Regions from separate parts of the Mus musculus genome. Here regions 2 and 3 are each linked to region 1. A link is a contact called in public HiChIP or PLAC-seq data. All regions are on one chromosome and are shown on one strand. Each heading gives the region's core, a stretch centred on a gene start, on an enhancer-like site or on the middle of the called end of the contact. The rest is flanking DNA. Distances are from core to core; before and after follow the strand shown.

The links. HiChIP or PLAC-seq counts read pairs in DNA pulled down with a chosen protein or histone mark.
Region 2: a contact with region 1 is called in an H3K27ac HiChIP or PLAC-seq map of double positive thymocytes, with 4 times the contacts expected there. The contact joins the promoter of AI597479 here to the enhancer-like site in region 1. A contact is called at or near these places in 2 of 39 promoter capture datasets (3T3-L1-derived adipocytes and HPC-7-derived erythroid cells), 15 of 115 datasets of contacts at active chromatin or transcription factors (the 230-238 cell line, the SCID.adh cell line, T-cell acute lymphoblastic leukemia and 11 more) and 3 of 9 other capture datasets (adipose tissue, liver and macrophages).
Region 3: an H3K27ac HiChIP or PLAC-seq map of T-cell acute lymphoblastic leukemia shows a contact between it and region 1, with 12 times the contacts expected there. The contact joins two enhancer-like sites. A contact is called at or near these places in 1 of 15 datasets of contacts at CTCF or cohesin (pro-B cells), 5 of 484 Hi-C or Micro-C datasets (DN2 thymocytes, the N1E-115 cell line, double positive thymocytes and 1 more) and 4 of 115 datasets of contacts at active chromatin or transcription factors (T-cell acute lymphoblastic leukemia, effector CD8 T cells, fibro-adipogenic progenitors and 1 more).

Annotation. Positions count from the first base shown.
Region 1 is chr1:43,767,019-43,771,186 of GRCm38.p6, reverse strand. The region is part of intron 9 of Uxs1 (UDP-glucuronate decarboxylase 1); the gene reads left to right. Among named protein-coding and RNA genes, the nearest start is that of Ecrg4, 39 kb to the right of the region's middle. Within about 2 kb of position 2,331, at least 67 of the 459 cell types and tissues checked have an H3K27ac peak or open chromatin away from gene starts, as enhancers often do. A contact at or near this core is called in T-cell acute lymphoblastic leukemia, double positive thymocytes, memory CD8 T cells and 2 more, where this site is marked.
Region 2 is chr1:43,096,715-43,100,882 of GRCm38.p6, reverse strand. It overlaps AI597479 (expressed sequence AI597479), which reads right to left and starts at 2,173. Exons shown (of 4, transcript NM_133818.1): 1 at 2,021-2,173; 2 at 2-168. The coding sequence starts at 2,119. It also overlaps a transcript of Tgfbrap1 not described here.
Region 3 is chr1:43,137,803-43,141,970 of GRCm38.p6, reverse strand. Fhl2 (four and a half LIM domains 2) reads left to right here. Exons shown (of 6, transcript NM_010212.4): 3 at 99-273. Among named protein-coding and RNA genes, the nearest start is that of Fhl2, 24 kb to the left of the region's middle. Within about 2 kb of position 2,175, at least 32 of the 459 cell types and tissues checked have an H3K27ac peak or open chromatin away from gene starts, as enhancers often do. A contact at or near this core is called in T-cell acute lymphoblastic leukemia and pancreatic cancer cells, where this site is marked.

The DNA of each region.
Region 1 (4,168 bases), core at 1,082-3,581:
TACCTAGCCACCTCCCTAGCCGTGATAGATTTTAGAAATCATCCTCTTTGAGGTCCATATTATCTTTTTTTTTTAAACATATTTCCCTGTTTCCTATGTGCTTTCTTTATTAATCATAGTTACACTGGGTGCTTCAGCCATGAGTGTTTTATCTTGTGCATCATCTCACTCACAGACCGAGAGGCCACGGTTCCCAGCCTGGCGCTACCATAACCTGAGCTGGAGATGGATGGATGGGCATTCAGTTCTCACCTCCGACCTCTGACCTCTGACCTCTGGGACGGGCTTGTATTGTAGCTCTGGGCTGTTGCCTTAGGGAGTGCAGTAGAAGGCAGATTGCTTGGTCAGGTGAAAGCCCTGTGTTGTTCCATTTTTCTCACTAAATTTGTGCTTGGGACCAGCACTCTCTGGTTCTCAGGAACTTGTTTTCTTTGTTCGTCCTTTGCTTCTTTCTTCTTTCTTTAATTGAAGCAGGACTTGTAGGAAAATAACCATGGACATGGAATGTAGCTTTAGGACAACTATGTATAGATGTGCTGCCCACCCTGGGAGCAATGTTGCCAGGCCCACATCTAGCCTGTGGGCAATATGGGAGTTCTCTTGGCCCCTGACTATTTGTTTCTGACCATCAGTCATTCTTTTATGTGGATGATAGTACGACATGAAGCTACAGTTCCCTTTTTATGATGGGCCTGGAGCACTTAGCTTCCTTAGCTTTTTAATGCAAAATAACTTATGTGGGTATCAGGCTCTAGACCTCTCTGCTCTGTTTCTCTGCCAGAGGTAGACATGAATTCTTACAGATGTAGCATAAGTCATGGTGTGAGCTTCCAGCTTTCTGTCCCTATTCTCCGGGTTGTAAATAGTGGGCCCCCACACAGGGGTATGTTGCTGTCACTCTAGCTCTACCTCCTAATCCATTGGGCACTTACTCTGAGCGTGTAAGGTAACCCCTGTAGAGAAGGGAACCCATAGCCTGATTACCAAGCCCCCTGCCCTGCTGGGCACCATGGTGTCCTGCCTGTCAGGATATGCTGCTGGCTAGAGGTGACATAGTACATGGGGTTACCTTGCATGCTTAGGGTAAGTACCCAAAGGCTCGGGAGCTGGGGCTAGAGTGACAGCAGCATGCCTCAGCTTTGCTGAGGCTGGGTTTCCTTAGTCTTCCCTCCTTCCACCTAGCATGCTTGAGGTAAGGAGAGTGGGCTCCAAACTTGCTCCCAGGTTCCTGGCTCCTAAGTGGAGCTTGAGATACCTATATACAACATGCTCTGCCCTGCTGTCTTGACAGGCTGCTGTGGATAAGTGTCGTAGTTAGGGTTTTGCTGCTGTGAAGAGACACCATAACTGAGGCACTCTTACTAGGACAACATTTAACTAGAGCTGGCTTACAGGTTCAGAGGTTCAGTCCATTATCACCCAGGCAGGAGCATGGCAGTGTCCAGGCAAGCATGGTGCAGGAGAAGCTGAGAGTTCTACATCTTCATCTGAAGGCTACTAGGAGAAGACTGGCTCCCATGTGTTTAGGAGGAGGGTCTCATTGCTCACCCCCACAGTGACACAGTTCTTCCAACAAGGCCACACCTCCTATTGTGCCACTCCCTGAACCAAGCCATAATCAAATCACTGCAATAAGGAAGTATCCAGTGAGGTGGCATAGCTCTGAAGCCGAGGGCATCAAGTCTAGCAGTAAGCACAGTTTTTGACAATGCCCAGAGCAGCAGCCCATGCATTGTTTACTCTAGGTATCAGTTGTTCCTTAGCCAGAGCTTAGTACCAAGTTGCTACATGGTAGCATCAATTTTGAGTTCTAAATATAAAGCCTTTTCAGGTAGTTTTAGAGAAAAGTATTTTAGTTGTTAGGATTTATGCTTTTAGAAAATCCTGAGTCATGTTTATATTAGCAGAGTATTGATTTGGTTATTTTAGTCACTACAGATTTTTACATACAAGAATGCATCCTTTTTGTTAATGATTATCTTTTTTCAGGGCTGTACATGGAGTGTAAATAAATAAATCTAATGTAAGGAATGAAAATGTAAACAAGATAAATAGAAGTCTGCATTGCCTTTTTATTAAATAAAATGTTGCCTTTTAACAATTCTCTTTCAAGATTCTCATAATTAGTGAAATACCCAGATATATTCAACATAAAGTTTTATTTCATTGCACATCTTTTAATGGGGATCGAAGGGCAAAACAGAGCACCCTTCATGAATAGTTTGGATCTGTCAGAGAGGAAGTAGGTTGGTGCTTCTGTGTGCCTGTGGGCACGGAGTCTTTGTAATGTGGGGGTTTGCCCTGGGGCTGTTAGTCAGGGCTTAGGGCACGTTTGTACTCCTAGCCTTCTGTGAGTATACCTCTGAAGTCATGGCCCACCCACTTTCTGAACTGAGTCTGCATAACAGGCTACCATTCATAAAACCGCAGACCAACAGAGCAGAAAGAGAACTTAGAAGTTACCTGGGGCAGTAGCCTTGAGGGCATATTTACTTTTTGGCATTAGCATACTTTAAAAAAGAAGAGTTGCTATGTATATGACACTAGAGGGCTTGATGTGTTTGCTGGCCCTGGCCTTGTTCCCAGGGTGTCTGCTGCCCACATCCTGCTACCCCACATAGGCATCTGCAGTGTGGTATTCCCTCCCTACTAGCTTTGCAGTGCTGTCAGCATATCCAGACACATAGCAACCGTAAGAAGTTTACTTATTAATGCAGTAGTCCCTGTTATTTTTGAGGGAGATACACTTCTACACCCCAGGGGATGTCTGACTGAAAAGTGCAGGAATCTATATATGTTATGCTTTTTCTGAACATGTATAACTATGTTAAAATTTAATTTATAAGTTAGGCATAGTAAAAGATTATTTGCAGTTACAAACAGACCAATTGTAGCAATATGCTGTGGTAAAACTCATAGGCACAGGCTGCCTCCTATCTCCCAATGCTACACTCACTTCTGGCTGACTGTGGGTAACTGAAACCATGGCTAGTGGATCCACTTCACTAAAGCAGATGTGCTGAAGAGGATTGTCAGGGAGCTGCAGCACAGCTGCCTCACCCAGCCTTATGTGGCTTTTCTGCCACCCTCCAGAATGAACGTGAGCATCCCTCAGCCTAGTGAATTGCACTCCTCAGTGCAAGACCTCGGTGTGTGAGAAGCATCAGAGAATGAGATGACTCAACCTCCTTTCCCCATTGATTCACACATTTTCAGGGTACAAGAAGACTTGGACATATGGCAGAGTAGGGCTACCATTTATGGGAGCACTGTATATAGTTTTCAGGTCAGTATAACTCAGGCTTCTCCTGCAGGACAGGCGATCTTTGTGTAATGGAGAGTGACACTTTTCTGCGTAGACCCGTTCCTCTGTCCTTTGAGGACTTCCTGTCATTGAGCAGTGATCAAAGCACAGCATCTATGACTTAATAGGACACTGTTCAAGGCATAGCTTATGTTTAAGAGCAGTCTTAATGGAGAGCCCATTTTACTCTCTACCTCAGGACTTGACCATTATAAAAGAAGCAATGGGATATCCGATGGCACCTTACCCTTGTGGGTGGTACACTAGTCCCAACCATTGTTCTCCCTCAAGCCTGTGATTAATCTTCCCCAGAGTGCTGTGGGATTCCACCATATCGTCCTGTCGTTCTGGTGGGGAACAGATACTGAGAAACATTGTACATGATCACTGTTGTTTAGATTGAAAATAATTTTTTAAACAATATATTCTGATCATAGTTTCTCCTCCTCCAAATCTTCCCAGCTCTTCCCTATTTATTCAGCTCGATGCCTTCTTTTTCTCATTAGAAAACATAACAAAACAAAACAGCCAGGTTTTTAAAAACGAAAAATAACAAAGTGAAAGCACAAGAAACACATATCCACACATGTACACACACATATCCACACACGTACACACACATATCCACACATACATATATACACACTCATACACACATGTACACACACAAATACATGCACACTACATACATACATACATACATACATACATACATACACACACACACACACAGAGAAAAAAACATCAACACAAAATTGAAAACCATAATGCACAAGCAAAAGACTAGTAAGCACCCCCCCAAATGCCTAGACAAAGCAATATGAAACAAAAGTCTACAAAAATTCCACCGAGTCATAAGTCTTA
Region 2 (4,168 bases), core at 924-3,423, 670 kb after region 1:
CCTTTTGGTGTCATTTTTCACTTCATGATGCTCTCTTTTCTTCTCCATCATCTTCCCCCATCTATTCTTTGGCAAATCCCTCTGAGGCAACGGTATGGCATGCTGGACGTAAAGGTCGGTAAGGTTGTCTTTGTTTACCCTTACTTCATTTTCAACTGCTATGTTCTTCTGTGTGAAAGAAAACAAAAATAACTTCAAAACGCCATCTTTCATTTAAAAGCTGCCTAGCCATGTAACACGGTGAAAGCGTTATGCTTGAGTAAATTATAAAGCTACTTTCACACTCACTAAGAGCCAAACTGTATTATTAGATAGGGTATTAAAGACCCATTAAATTCTATCAAGTTCAGCTTCATCTTAGAGTGACCACGTGCCCTCACTGAGAGGACTGCTGGCCAAGTCCAGAAGTAGAGTCCATTTAGGCATATATTCCACCACCTCACTACCTTCTTAATCTAAATAAAAATGGGACATTGCCTGAGAAAAACAGATTAAAAAAAAGCAGCTACTGAGTCGGACCATTACACTGGTGGAGTAGGAGCTCAGTCTCAGTCTGTGTTTATGTCTCATGTTTCCTTTAATGTGGTGGGTGCCTGAATTTGTTTTGTCTTGGTGCTGGTGTCTGAACCCAGTGCCTTAAGTACACCAAGTACTGGCTTTATTATGGAGACCCCCCCCCCACCTCCAAAACACACACACACACACACACACACACACACACACACACACACACACACAGCACTACTGCAGAAGAAAACTTAACTCTCCATTCTGATGACAGTAACAATAGACCATTAGCAGTCTGCCCCACCGCATTTTCACCATTCAATTCACAGTCCAACCATTTAGGCATATTTATATATATATTTATATGCCTAAATAACTTAAATAACTTATTCTCTCTCATATCCCAGTTCTGTCTCAACATCTTGGAGCACAATATTGCAAAAACACACAGGAAAAATTGGGGAAACGTATGCTTTGCAAAAATGGAAAAAAAACAAAAACAATGCCAGCTGTTTAGTTTGATTTCATTTTTAAGTTGTTGAATCATCTTATTCCTCTTTCATACAGTATATTGCTGGCTTTCAACTTGCATTTACTCTGGGATGGGAGTATCTGAATACACTTGGACAACATTCCCAGAGGATGTCATCTGCTTGGATGGCACTGAAGGGGCTGCCTTCTGGCAGCAGTGCTTACAAGTGCTGTCCTTGGGTCATCAGCAAGAACTCGTTAAAATACAGTATCAGGGCACATTTGGAACGAACTTAATGAGAAGCAGATGATGGGGCTCAATAACATGTTTTAGTAAGCCTTTGATTATCCTGGTGTGAGTAAAAGATTGAGAATCACAGGTTAAAAGTCATTATTAAAATAGTGACTGAGAACTTCAAGAAATTAGAGAAAGATACGGTACTGGGGGGGCAAAACCACATGGAATACAAAACGTGCCACATAAAACTCTAAAGAAACTTTCAGCAGTTCTGCCATTTTAAATAAAACATCACACTTTTCTTTTATGATCTGCTATTATCTTAGGTCACACCGCAGGGGCGGCGGGGGGCGGGGGGGGGTGCATGCACCACCTGGAAAGCTAGGTGCTTTAAGTTCTCCAAACGGTTACTGTGTCCTGATAATGATCTTAAGAAGTAGGTCCATCTCTCTGAGACCCGAGTGTCTGTCTCTAAGAGAGGCGAGAAGCTACCTAACAGACTAATTTTCAGATGTTTTGGATCCAGCCCTGATTGCCCCAGACTTCTTCCCTCCCGGTCTGTTCTTCTAGTCTATCTCTTCCGCAGGCCGTTGCTTGCACACAGGCAGCGGAGGTCGTCTGTCACACCCTTTCCGAGCTCTAGAGGATTTCCCGGGGGTTCCAGTCACTCTCTGGAGGCTTCCTTTGGGGATCAAGGGAGGCAAGCCCCATCCGATCAGTGTGGGCGGGGAGCGGCCACGAGCCTCCCGCAGGCCTGCCTGTCCCCGGCTGCCCGTCCGTCCTCGGTCGGCCCGAGCGCCCCACCTGCTCCAGGGTGAGGAGGAGGAACTCCTGGGATAGCAGCTCAGGGTGCAGCAGCAGCTCCGCGTCCGTACAGCTGCGACCGCCCACATCCCCCGCCATGGTTGTCGCCAGGAGACCCCCTGGCCGGCCTCCCACAAGGCACTGCGGCGGAAGCGTCGCGGAAGTGACGTGAGGGGGCGGGACTCTGGTGTCACTCAGCGCGCCCGAGACGCGATGCTTTTCCCAGAGAGTAGAGTTTATGGCTGGCCGACTCGGCTGACGCACCTCAGCCAAGAGGACGAACTGGGACTGAGAGCGGAGCAGAGTCCTGCCCGGGCTGCGCCGAAAGCACCGGAGGCTAAGCAACGCGAGCTGGCCGCCATTGGTCCCGCCCCCTGTGACGTCCCATGGCAGAGGCCTCAGGGATTCTCCCGACTGCGTGGAGAGACAGAATGGAACAAGAGGGCAGACAGCTGTGACCCCAGATGGCATTGTCATGTCTGAAGCCATGCTTCTTTTCGCTTTTTACAATGTCTCAATCGTTTATTGCCTAATCTCCCTTCTACATAAAGTAAGCCCAAATAACACTCTGTAATCCCCTCTCCTCGGACATGGTAAGCATCAAGTATTGTTCCCTGGAAAGATCTTTAAACCGACCAGCTTACGTGTGGGAAATAATAAGAGAAAGTAGTAGCGCCAGTCCAGCGACTGTTACACTACTCCCCAGATCAGCCTGATGTGCTACTAGAATGCTTGTTTCTGGTATGAGGAAAATGAGCAATAGGACGGATAATTGGAGATCACAGACTGGCAGTGACAGGAACCAAGCAAACTGCCTTTGCGCTTACTAATAATTACAATGAAGTCGTGGTTTTTACTTTAACAAAATATTGTAGGCTTCAACTATATTCTAGTATTTGTGTGAGAAATCTCTTTCATCATTCATAGGAGACAGAGTCCTCAAGTTTTTGCACATTAAAAGGTTGTACTTCATACCTGTTATGAGAGCATAGTTTGTATGCTCTATAATGTATCGTTTTATTGGAAACTGTTGCATTGTTTATGAAAATATGAACTACTAGGAGTCTACCAAAAATATGCTTGAAAGAGTGCTGAAAAATAAATGAGATGTTAAATTAGTAATGAGAGACATCTTGTAAAATTTTCCAGTTTATGTGATGCTTTCAGGGAAGAAACAATTACAGAGCTGGGAGGAAATTTTAATGTTAGTGCTTAAAAATATTCAATCCAGTCCTTTTATTTTTGTGTTTGGAAAGCTGATCTAAGTGACCTTCCCTGAAAGGACAAGTCTTAAAGCTGGGCCAAATGTTCTCAAATGGGATTAAATGCCTTAGCTTTGTAACATTATTGTGCTAGTATATATTCAAATTAACCTTTATATTGTCGTATAATAATGAGTCTGGCATGGATGGCATCATTGGCTCCATTTCCTTCACTATAAGGTTATACTAGTTGCTAGAGTAGCTGTTTTGCAGGAAACTTGAACTTACAACCAAACCCAGTTTTCACTGGGTAAGCTGAGCTGGTCTCACGCCAGTTTCTTCAGGAAACTGCTGAAGAATAATTGAAATAAGGATTATACATGAGGTATGTGTACTTGTGAAGCACTGAGGGATATTAGAAAGTTACTGATCATAGAACTCTAAGAAGGGGCAAGGGGGTCAGTTTTTAAGTAGCCCAGGTATGGATGATTCCCAGGACCACTGAGGGCCCGATTCCTCTCCCTTAGAGCTTTTTAATCTCTGAGATAAAATTATTCTTGTCTCACCCTGTTGTAAAGATTGCACCTAAAATATGTCAAATGCTTCTCCAGTTGCTTCCACCTGGACATTTGTACCCTGTTGATTGACATCAAGGGAGAGAAGTAGCAAGAAGGTGGTGTCTGAAGCAGCCAGTTTCATGTCTGGAAATGTGGTCCCAAGTACTTGCTCCACTACTTGTCTTTGTGGCTTTTTGGACTCAGCACTCAAGCTGACACTTTAGACTCTTCATCTGCAGAAAATTGTGACAGGTAAGATCTGTCTGTTTTTACTCCCTCTATCCATGTAGTACTCAAAGCATACCCTGACCTAAAATAAATGCATTAGGTGACTCTGAGGAGGAAAAAAAAACTGTAGTTTTGGACACACACACACACGGACACACACA
Region 3 (4,168 bases), core at 926-3,425, 630 kb after region 1:
CCAGCAATGTAGTGCACCAAGGCCCCTGTGCTCTGAGTCAGACAGTAGTGTCACCTCTCCTGTCCCGCCTCTGACGATTTGTGTGTCTGCCTCTCTAGGACTTGTCCTACAAGGATCGGCACTGGCATGAAGGCTGCTTCCATTGCTCCCGGTGTGGAAGCTCGCTGGTGGACAAGCCCTTTGCTGCCAAGGAGGAACAGCTGCTGTGCACCGACTGCTATTCCAATGAATACTCGTCCAAGTGCCAGGAATGCAAGAAAACCATCATGCCAGGTCAGAACGCATGCCTTTATCATTCGCATGTGGCACTGAGCCAGGTCAGCGATGGACTGTGGGGTGGGACTCTCAGTTGTCCAGAGACAGACACTGGTGTTGATACTTCAGTGCTGGGCCCTGAACACAGGATATGTTAATCGATCTCAGATGCAGGGGTGTGACTGGGAGAGGATGTCGCACGCCTTTGATCCCAGCACTTGGTAGGCAGAAGCAGGCAGAGTTTGGTCTACAGAGCAAGTTCCAGGACATCCAAGGCCTGTCTCAACCCCTACCCCTCAAAAGGTGGGGGGTGGGAGAGGAGTGAGGTGTATCATTAAGAGAAGTGGAATTCCTGTTCGGTCAGCCTTTGATATCTCAGGAATTGGGTTCAGCTACCAACACCCACAGGTTCTCAAGCACCCTATGCAGAATGCCTCCTTCTTATATAAAACATTTCCACAAATATTTAAAATAATCTGCAAGTGGTGTATGAACACTGTTATGCTGTGTGGTGTAATGACAGACGTCTGTATACGTTCTCTAGTGGATATAATTATTTTCTTTGGGGACTCTTGATCTGCGGTTGGTTGGCCAAAGATATACAGCAGCTTGTGGCTAGAGAGAACTAGCCAGAAAAGGAATGCCAGCAATTCCCTGGAAATGCGTCTCTTCCCCTGCCTCGCTCGCTTCTCCCAGTACACGTGCTTTCTTGATCTGCTCTGCTTGCTGAATTTACACTCGGTTATTTCAACAACTATGATTTGTGCTCTGGTGTGCCAGGATGGGCCAGGAGTTGCATGTTGCTTAGCTTCACCCTCTGCCTGACCTCATGACGTTATGTCCTAGATAGACAGACATCAAAAAAGGACAGAACCACAACTGGGTTAAGAACTATACGCAATGATACTATGTCTCTTTTTTTACCTGAAGAAGATGAGTCCCCCCCTGTCTCTCTCTGTCTCTCTCTCTCTGTGTCTCTCTGTCTGTCTATGTCTCTCTCTGTTTCTCTGTCTCTCCCTGTCTCTCCTCTCATCTTGACTTTATATAGGACAAAGGAATCTCTTATTTGTAAAAAGTGAGTGATATCGGGGCGTGGTAGTGCATGCCTTTAATCCCAGCACTTGAGAGGCAGAGTTTGAGGCCAGCCTGGTCTACAGAGTGAGTTCCAGGACAGCCAGAACTATACAGAGAAACCCTGTCTCGAAAAACCAAAAAACCAAACCAAAACAAAACAAAACAAAAAAAGTGAGTGATAGACCAGGTATGGCGGGGTACACCTTTAGTCTCAGTATGCCAGACATAGAGGCAGGCAGATCTCTGTGACTTAGAGGCCAGTCAAGTGAGTTAATAAAAGTATAGGGAGGACTGCTGTAGCTCCATGCCCACTGTGTGGGTTTGATTACCATCACTGAAAAAATGCACACAAATACACATATGTAAATATGGGATTTGAGAAGCAAGTCTTATCATACACATGATGTAAAAATGGACGTTAGAACATCTCAGAGAACCTGACCTAGGATTCTGATGCCTAGCAGTTTAGAGGGTGGTATGATTTAGAACACGGTACTAGCACAGGTGGTAGGTTCAGAGCCAGGTAGCTTTCAGTGTGTCATACTCACACATGTACCTACTGCTTGACATGATGGCTTTGTGTAGCTCCCGGATAAGTACACAAAGCCCACAGAGAGTATCCAGCCATGGGCGTGCAAATAGGACCAGGCAGGTTGGAAGCAGCGGTAAGCAGATCACTTAGATGCAGGGGTCCAGCAAGCTGATTGAGGACAGAGGAAAGTGTGAGTAGATGGAGTTTGGGGAAATGTAACTTTGGGCAATATGGGCTCTGAACCACTCATGTGGAGGAGGCTGATGGAGCCTGTGCAGACAGTGGTCCAAGCAAGGTCATCAGGCGCCCTCTAGTGGACAAACTGGGTATAGGCCGTGAACTCAAATAGCTTACAAGGCAATTTGTATGTTAATGCAGTCCTGAACCCCGGAAGTTGGGAAGCTGAGGCAGGAAGACAGTGCATTCCAGGCCAGCCTGGATGGCACAACCAGATTTCTATGCAAGATAACTAAATAGTTTAAAGTGTCAAGACAGCCTCTTTGAAATCCTTTAATCAGAGGGAGGTTTAGAATCAAGGGGAAGCAGACATATTAAGAAACTTTAGAATCACCAGGTGTATCCACTCTGTGGCCCACAGGATTTGTATGTCCCAGGACAGCCATAAATGTCATGTAACATGTTTGTAGATCACAATAACAATTGCTGTATCAGTAGTTTGCATACCTCGGGACCACAGAAATATTAAGTAACTACTAAAGTGTGTATGAGATTTTAAAAACATGAGTTAACCTTGAGATTCTGAGTTGTAAAGTATATGTTGAGAGAATGATCCATGCTTGCGGTTTAGTTGAAATTTCTTAATGTATTAGCTATTTTAGCACTAATAATATTTAATTATCACAATACCTATAATTTTAACTCAGTTTTGGAACTACTTAAGAATTTGAAGTTTGTTAATCAAAGAACTTTTAAGTAAAGCTATCAAATATGTTAAACTTTAAAGAGAAGTCTAGACAAAATTCAGTTCACTCCACTGATAAATGCGAGCAACATAACGCCATTTAAAAGGATTATTTTTCTTTAAGAATCCTATTCGGTCTCAGGTGCGATGGGACACACCTTTAATCTCAGCACTCTATAGCTGGAGACAGAGCAGATCTCTGAGTTCTAGGCCAGCCAGTTACAAGATGGGGGAGGGGCAGTAAGAAAGCTCAATTGATCCCACCACTTCAGTCTTCCAAGTAGTAGGAACTAGAGGTATCACTTATCATCATCACCATCACCATCACCATCACCATCATTTCTTTACATGTAAAAGCTATAGAAGTTAGGGCTGGAAAATGGCTCAGTCAGAAAACGCCCGTTTCTCAGCACCTCACAGGGGTGTGTAAACCGTGAAATCCCCCTGTCAGAACAAATGGGAGGTTAGAAAGGGCTTTAAAGAAGTGCGACTGCAGAGTTCACACTCATCTGACAAAGCGGATGTTGACCGATGCCCCTCCTCTCCCTCTGCACTGACTCATTGATGCTTTAGCCACATGTGGTCCTGTGGCTAGCAGTCTTCCTCACACAGGGAGTCCCACGTTGTTCTGTGACCACCCTCAAAGGCACAGCTCACAGAAACGAGGAGCATTGATTGGCCATTGGAATCAAGTGTATATCAGGCTCCAGTCGCAGCCACAGTAATTCCTTTCCACAGATGTGTAGTGCGCCCCCATGCGGCAGGGCCACGTGAGTGCTTCATGGCGATTTTGTTGGAAAGAGGCTGTCACCCTTTGTTTCTGTTTGTTTCTGCCCCAACTCAGATACAATAACCATTTTTACCAAGGGGAAGAAAAAATACAAGTCCCAGAAGCAGTTACGTCCTGAAAGAAGAACGGGCTGGAGGTGGAGAGGGTACCCGTTCTCCCTGGGTGTTTCTAAGTGTCTGCTGTGTGAGGAACATGGGCTCTTCAGTGCTGACTATAACATCTGCCAGTGAATGTGTCTTCGTGTACAGATGAAGATGCGTGATACAGAATCTGGAAGATCACAGCCAACCTTGACAGATGATTGAGCCTAAAGTCCTAGTGAGAGAAAAAAGATGATGCAATTCCTGAGGGATGAAACCTGAAGTTGGCCTCTGGGCTCTACACATATGCATGGCCTACACACACACTCTCACACAAACACATGAGCACACGTGTGCACATGCACATGCATGTGTACACACACACACGAGAGAGAGAGAGAGAGAGAGAGAGAGAGAGAGAGAGAGAGAGAGAGAGTTAGAGTTGTCAAGGGTTTTTGAGTTTGTAGTTTCAATGGATCGAATACTAACTCTAAGATCCAGGGCCACCATAACCC